Linked DNA regions of Macaca mulatta: region 1 is linked to region 2. The links are chromatin contacts, called in public Hi-C maps. All regions are on one chromosome and are shown on one strand. The core of a region is the stretch at or near the end of the contact, and the rest is flanking DNA. Distances in the headings are between cores, read along the strand shown.

Evidence for each region. Hi-C and Micro-C count contacts between places; a contact is called where the count stands out from the background.
Region 1: a Hi-C map of fetal cortex germinal zone shows a contact between it and region 2, with 2.8 times the contacts expected there. The contact joins the promoter of ATP13A3 here to the enhancer-like site in region 2. A contact is called at or near these places in 8 of 14 Hi-C or Micro-C datasets (CD4 T cells, blood, fetal cortex germinal zone and 4 more).

The regions. Positions count from the first base shown.
Region 1 is chr2:4,259,621-4,263,598 of T2T-MMU8v2.0, forward strand. It overlaps ATP13A3 (ATPase 13A3), which reads left to right and starts at 1,272. Exons shown (of 33, transcript XM_015132535.3): 1 at 1,272-1,678; 2 at 2,383-2,424.
Region 2 is chr2:4,157,145-4,160,825 of T2T-MMU8v2.0, forward strand. No RefSeq gene overlaps it. Among named protein-coding and RNA genes, the nearest start is that of TMEM44, 47 kb to the left of the region's middle. Within about 2 kb of position 2,382, at least 36 of the 40 cell types and tissues checked have an H3K27ac peak or open chromatin away from gene starts, as enhancers often do. A contact at or near this core is called in CD4 T cells, blood, fetal cortex germinal zone and 2 more, where this site is marked.

The sequences.
Region 1 (3,978 bases), core at 22-2,521, 100 kb after region 2:
CAACACTACCACACCCCTTATCTCATTTAATCATTTCAGCACCACGAGGTTTGAAACAAACGGTGAGGTATGAAACAAAACGGTGAGGCCAGGGATTGGGAAGAGAAAGCTGTGGCTCCATCTCGGTCCAGCGTGCTGTCCACGCCAAGAGGCGTGCAGAAATGCCAGCCTCACACAATCTAGGGGACCAGGGGTGGCTGTGGCGCTTTCCTGCCCCCGGGAGGTGTTATCAGTGTCGCAGACTCGGGGCGGTGTGCTGCCCCAGGTGAGATGTCATCACGTGCGTGGACCAGGGGTGGCGGCCCCGGTAAGTGTCCAGGGGTAAGTGCTCCCTGCTCTGCAGGTGTGGTGGGCAGGGTCCGCGTGCATGCCGTCCCCTACTCTAAGACGCTGAGGCGGCTGAGTTCTGTTTAAGTAGCGGCAAGAAGAACAGTCACGGAGCGGGCCGGGCATCAAGGGCTCAGGCCAGGTGGCCCCAGGCGGAAAGATGGCCGCAGCCCGAGGCTGCAGGTGGCCGGGCGCGCTCCCTGCGCGCGTCGCGGAGTGGACGCCGCGAAAATCAAACCCGCGATTTGGAAATCCGGCTGCGGCCCTACCCCGAGATAAGTCTTCTGCGGAGGGAAGTATTTAATTTGCATCCAGGACGGTCGGAAGAGGCGCCTTCCCGTCGGAGGCGAGCCGCGGGCGCGTGGGAGCTTCCTCGTGCGCGCTCCTCCCCGTCCTCCGCCTGCTGCCGGCGCGCAGAGTCCGTGGTCATGTGCGAATGACAGTGTTTTGTTTGTTTTGGCGGGGGCGGGGGTGGCTAAAGGAATGAAAGAGCCTTGCATTGGGAGCTGGGCTCTGGTGTCCTCGCCACCATTCCAGCACAAGCTTCCTCCATGCATGACTCTGGGCAACGTCTGTCTAGTCAGTGAGCCTCAGTTTCCTTCTTTATAAAATGGGAGTTTGGACTATGATGTTGTCATAGCCCAAAGGGGATGAAGTGGGTTTTGCCGTCCCATTTCATCTCACCAGAAAAGCCGCCGTCCATTAGCCACCCTGGCCTGACACCCGGCGTTTTTGGACGGCCTCCCCTTACCTGCCTCTTTCTTGTGCCCGCTGGAGGGTGGCAAAGGCGATGGGTGGGCGGGGCCTAGGAATCGCCCCGCCCCCTCCCCGCCTCCTGACGTCGCCCGCGCCCCTCCGCCCTCCGCCCTCCGCGCGGGGATGAAGCCACCACGTGACCTCACATCCGGCGCGGGAGTCCTGAGCCCGCGCGCGCTCCCCCGCCCGCCCGCCGGCTCTCCCCGCAGCGTGATCGGGCGCCGCCGCGGAGGGGAGGGGGGTTCGCTACGTCGCTGGCGGCGGGGGGCCGTTTCGGAGTGCAGACCGCCCCCCTCCCCTGCCCACCTCCCGCCGCCCTCCCTTGTTCTCGCCTGCCCGGCTGCACGCCGCCGCCGCGGGCGCGGAGGAGGAGGAGAGCGCGGAGGTCCCAGGGCCGGCCCGGCCCCGCCGCGGCGCCTCCTTCCCTCACCCTGAGCCGCAGCGCGCGGCGCCGGCCGAGGGCGATGGGGCTGGGCTGAGGCGAGGCGGCGGCGGCGACAGCGGCGGCCGGGTCCCCCCGCGGCCCCTGGGGCTGGTCCGGTCGCGAGGGAGGCCGCGGAGGAGGCGGCGCGGCGGCGGCCAGTGAGCGGCCCCGGTGAGCGGGGCGAGGGGCGGGTGGGCGGCGGCCACGGGGGAGGTCGAGGAGGCGAATGGTGGTGTCGGGGCGGCGGGTACCGGGCGAGGTCGCGGCCAGTCTTCTCGGGCCGGAGTTGGGCATCGCGGGGACTTGGAGTGTCGGGGACAGATGAGGCCAGGGCGGGAGCCCACGCGGTGGGCGAAGGCCTGGGGGGGGCGAGCGTGGGGGCCGGGCGCGGGGTGGTTGGTAGTCGGCCCTTCGGAAAGTCCTGGGGAGCTGGAGGTCCTGCGGGCGGAGGCGGTGGGGTGCTGGCAGGGCCCTCGATGGGGCTGTGCGGGACCCCAGCTCGTCCTCAGCCGTGGAGTATGGAGCCGCTTGCCATCTCCGCATTTTACAGATAAAATGAGTGAGTCCCGTGGGGGAAAAGTGCCTTCGGACTTGCCTGAGGCCTCGCATTCGGACTCTGTGGCAGTGCGGACTAGAAGAACCCAGGGCCCTTTCCCCTAGCAGTGCTCTCGTGGCCACTCGCGTTATGGCCTGTCTCTCCATTCCCTTCACAAAGTCAGGTTCTGGTGGAAGTGTGACCTCTAGCTTTTTTGGAGAGGTGAGGGATAGGGATGAAGGGGAGGGAATCGGGTTGGGATTGGCAGGAACTCAGCTGGGGGCTTCCCGGTTTGGAAAAAAGCTTTGTGACAGGTGTTTATTGTCCCCTCTTCCCATAGATCTGACAGACATCCCTGAATCTTGGTGTTTGGACATAGAAGGTATGAATCACTCACATAATTAACCGCTTTTAATCATCAGTGTCTTAGAGCTATATTTAGTGGTTATATTAGTGCAAAATGAATGGGTATGGAGTCGTACCCCTAGAAACAGACTTGTGTTCCTCTGCACTATTCTAACTAAATGAGTAGCACATACCTAGGTATGTCGTGGCTATTTTAGATCTATGAGGCAGGAAGTTAGAATTTAAAGAATCTAAGAAATGCAGGGACTTGAAAAATTATTGCAAAATAAAGCCTTTTAAAAGTTTCGTTGCTAAAATGAAAGTGTTCCGATTTGATTCCTTTGAAGGGTGAGTACATCATGAACAGTGCTCTATCTTTGCTTAGAACTCAGCCTCTTTACCAAGGCACGTGTATTAATTTTGTTTCACTGGAATATATGTGGCATTCTTTTCGCTAGAGGTTTGTTGCTTTGCTGAATAGACTATAGTTGCCAAAAATCAATGTGTGTGGGCATCTCATCCTGGTTTGCAACCCCCTTTAAAGCAAATCAGTGCTTGGAAGTTGTTCGAAATAGTAAACCTATTATTAATGATTGTTGTAGAACATAACTTTTGCTACTATCTTTGATTTGCATTATCCTACCATTAGATCAGGCAGAGAGTGAAATAATTAAGTGAGATTTTTGAGCCTTGTTAGAACAACAATGCCTGGCTTTGGTCAGAGGATTGGGTGGTAAAAGTGACACTATTTGGTTGCTTTAAATTTTTTTTTTTGAGATGGCATCTTGCTCTGTTACCCAGGCTGGAGTGCAGTGGTGTGAACTCAGCTCACTGTAACCTCTGCCTCCTGGGTTCAAGTGATTCTCCTGCCACAGCCTCCCAAGTAGCTGGGATTACAGGTATGTGCCACCACACCCAGCTAATTTTTTGTATTTTTAGTAGAAACAGGGTTTCACCATGTTGGCCAGGCTGGTCTCGAACTACTGACTTCCGGTGATCCTCCTGCCTAGGCCTCCCAAAGTGCTGGTATTACAGGCGTGAGCACTGAGCTTGGCGGTTGCTTTAATTTAAAAGTGGTACAGTTAAATACAAAATATTAAGTAGCAGTTGATCTTGAAAGTAAAATTGACAAGCTTCAAGTTGATGCAGTGTTCAGATTGTTGTAGGAAGGCCCATTTCTCCTTCCTTCCCTCCCCTCTTCTTCTCTTTTCTTTTGCTTCCTTTCTTTCCTTTTCGTTTTTTTCTCTCTGTCTCTTTCTTTCCTTTTTTCTGATGGGGTCTCACTCTGTTACCCAGGCTTGAGTGCAGTGGTACAATCCTGGCTCACTGCAGCCTTACCTCTCAGGCTCAAGTGATCCTCCTGCCAGCCTCCCAAGTAGGTGGCACTACAAGTGCAAGCCACCATGCCCAACTCGTTTTTTAAATTTTTTGTGGAGATGGGTTCTCTCTTTGCTGCTGGGGCTGATGTTGAGCTCTTAGTCTCAAGTGATTCTCCTGTCTTGGCCTCCTAAAGTGCTGGGATTATAGGCATGAGCCACCATACCTGCCCTAGGGGACATTTTGTTCAGGTCACCTAAGCTTTTTGGAGGGA
Region 2 (3,681 bases), core at 1,132-3,631:
TAGCCCAGCCTCCTCCCTTCACAAACTGGTTCCTGTCATCATGGTCCCAGCTTGTCTCAGGGTGTCTCAAGCCTCTTCATCCACAGTGACCTACCAAACTGGGAATTTTGGAAGAGAGGTTTGGCTTCATTGTTCAACGAGAATCTTCCTGTATGCAAAGCTCTAGAACACTGGAGCCTTTGTGAGGAGGTGCCAATTAAAATGCCTTTCTCCTGGTAGGAGGGGGCCTCTGTTGCAGCTTTGTTTCCAGCCGTTAGAACAAGAGGGCAGTGGGAGCAACTTGCCCTGATGAGCCAGTGAGCAGTGCAAGCGCTTTACCTACATGGGGGCGGGGCTCGGGAACAAACGACGTCATCATCGGCTCACTCATCTGGAGACCTGTAATATCGTCTGGTTGTGCTGCCTATCATCTGTGTGGCTTGGGGCATGTTACCTAACCTCTGTGAACTCCTTAGGTAGACTAAGAATAATACCAATCTAGAAAGCCTGTGGTGAAGACTAAGTGAACTAACATGTATGAAAAGGCAAACATAACACCTATTCAATGTAGACTTTGAAGAGGGATTAGTTCCCCAGGCTTCCTGCGCAGATGTACTGAAAGACAGTAACCAAATCATCAGACCTACAGATGGACGAGATTTCAGAGGCTTGAATTCCCTTAAACACAACCCCAATTAGTGATTATCCCGTCCCTACTTAAGTTCTCTGAAAATAAAAGGATTTCAGTTGCCAAAGTCTTTATCATTTAGCAAGAGCTCTGCTAAGATTACTATTATTTTTTTTAGACAGAGTTTCACTCGTTGCCCTGGAGTGCATTGGCGTGATCTCAGCTCACTGCAACCTCCGCCTCCTAGGTTCAAGTGATTCTCCTACCTCAGCCTCCCAAGTAGCTGGGATTACAGGCTCCCACCACCATGCCCGGCTAATTTTTGTATTTTCAGTAGAGACGGGGTTTTGTCATGTTGGCCAGGCTGGTCTGGAACTTCTGACCTCAGGTGATGTACCTGCCTCAGCCTCCCAGCGTGCTGGGATTACAGGCATGAGCCACTGCACCTGGCTAAGATTTTCTTAAAAGCCTGTCTAGATCCTAAAGAACTAATCCCCTTATCTCCCTCCTTCAGTATGATGAAGAGGTTTATGAGCATCATTTGAAGACACATTCATATTGTGTTTCCTTCAAAGGGGTATGAGCTCCTAGAATAAGAAGAGGTACTGGGCCAAGGAGCATGGCTGGGCTCCAGTTCCCAGGTCTGTTTCAGTGTCTTTGTCATTTCTCTTTCTATGTCACAGTTTCCTCATCTGTAAAATGAAAGTTGGGCCTGATTTTTTTCATTTTTTTCTCTTTTATGAATGTGCCAATTTGTTTCCCAGAGAATAATTACATCTTTATAAACTCTCAAGAAAGAGACATTATAAAGACAAATTTCAGGTATACTTTGAAAATAGGCTTCATTATATAACATATACCTCTTTCTGTTTGGATTTTACTATCCACTTAAAAACCTGTATTAATCACTAAGGGAAAGGCTAGAGGAGACTTTTCTATCTCCAGAATAATTTTGCAACAATTCCAAGATTCTCTGCACTTCTTTTTCTGTCCCTTGATTGGCCTCCTCCACATTTTCCAACTCTGCAGGTATTGCTCTACTCTTCGACTTTACATTGTTTTCGATGCTTTTGCAAGGAGACTCTGCCTTGAATGAACCCCAGATATGGTGCAATGTTGAGGAAGATCTCCAAGTTTACACATGCCTGCACGATGGCCCAAAGGTATCATCAGGTGAAAGGGACGACCTTAGAGATGAAAGAAGTTCAAGGAATGGTGCTACATTAAATAACTTAGCATTAGAAAGCATCTACTTTGCTTTTTCTTTCACCAACCCTGAAAGCCAAATAAGGCACTGGGCATTGAGGACTTCTTTTGCGCAGAACACGTGATTACACAGCGTTATTCTTCAAGAGTCTCTCTTAATCTGTCGCCTGGAGAACTCTGCACACTGTCCCAATTCCGTCTGCATTTTCCATCGGCTGCCAGTGTTCGTAGCAGAGGGCTCGGGTCTTCTCGTCCTCTCCTCAGGGTCTGGCAGCTGTCACTACCGCGGAGTTCAGTCCAGTTCCCAGCGTCGGGGGCGCTGCCTTTCCCATTTCAGTTGCCAGGAGGCTCATCCACGATCGTGCCAGAGGGGCAGCGAGTAGTCTCCTCGAACTACGGGGGAGAGAGGAGCCACTGTTGGCACGGGCCAGACTGAACGCCGGTTCCCACTGCCTACCTGCTCGCAGCTGCAGCCGCCGACATCTTGCGCCCTATTGCCAGCACCGCGGGGGCGCTTCGGGAAGAAGGGAATAGCGGTTCCGCGCGTGCGCACTCCGCAGCCGCCGCCCCCCGCGAGGAGCGAGAGTCCCGCGGCCCCGCCCCGCCGAAGCTGCAGCCGCAGCTGAAGGCCGGAGTATCTGCCCGCAGCCTGCGGCGACCCAGCCGGGAAGTAACTGCTGAGGGCGTCTCCGTAGTTCAGTTTTGGTTTGTTTGTCTGAGACAGAGTCTCTCTCTGTCGCCCAGGCTGGAATGCGGCGGCGCGGTCTCTGCTCCCTGCAGCCTCCGCCTCCCGGATTCAAGCGATTCTCCAGCGACTGAACAGCTGGGACTACAGGCGCGCGCCACGACGCCCGGCTAATTTTTGTATTTTTAGTGGAGACGATGTTTCACCATGTTGGTCAGGCTGGTCTCGAACTCCTGACCTCGTGATCCGCCGCCTCGGCCTCCCAAAGTGCTGGGATTACAGGCGTGAGCCACCACGCCGGGCCCACCCCCGCCCCCCCCCCCCCACTGGGTTTTTAAGGAGATAACTACAAGGTCATTTTACGGTTCGGAGTGTGCTTCAGACCTCCCAACAACCTAACGGTGTATTATAAACCATTCTTTGCTTTGTTTTTAAATACATTAAAAACCTTTTTTGGGATAAAAATAGTGGAAGTACATGGTTTAAAAAAAGGAAATCAGATTCACCGAAAGGTTTATGATGAAAAACAATAATGTTCTGTCCCTTTTCCTCCAAGAGACTCCTTTTTAAAAACTTGGGCTGGGCGCGGTGGCTCACGCCTATAATCCCAACATTTTAGAAGGGTGAGGCGGGCGGATGATCATCTGAGGTCAGGAGACCATCCTGGCTAACATGGTGAAACCCCGTCTCTACCAAAAATACAAAAATTAGCCGGGCGTGGTGGTGGGCGCCTGTAGTCTCAGCTACTTGGGAGGCTGAGGCAGGAGAATCGTTTGAACCCGCGAGGCAGAGGTTGCAGTGAGCTGAGACAGCACCATTGCACTCCAGCCTAGGCAACAAGAGCAAAACTCTGTCTCAAAAAAAAAAAGAAAAAAAAACTTCTATACGTTCTGGTAGTTGTCTCCATTAGGTTTGATTTGGAACTTGCTTTCCAGCTACAAGGTTGTTAAGATCATACTTGCTTTTCCTGAGCTGCATTATCTTCAGCTGCCATTATACAGGCTGATGAGGCTCAGTAGCAGGGCAGGACCACTGGCGTATTGAGAAATGGATGGTCCCTGTCTTGGCATCAGAGGGTTGTGTGGCGTGCCTTGCGCCAGGACCTCCTTGGCCATTCCGCTGTTCCGAGCTAGAACCCGGCTTCTGAGCCCAGCACGCTCCAACAGCAGCCTGCGCGGTCCAC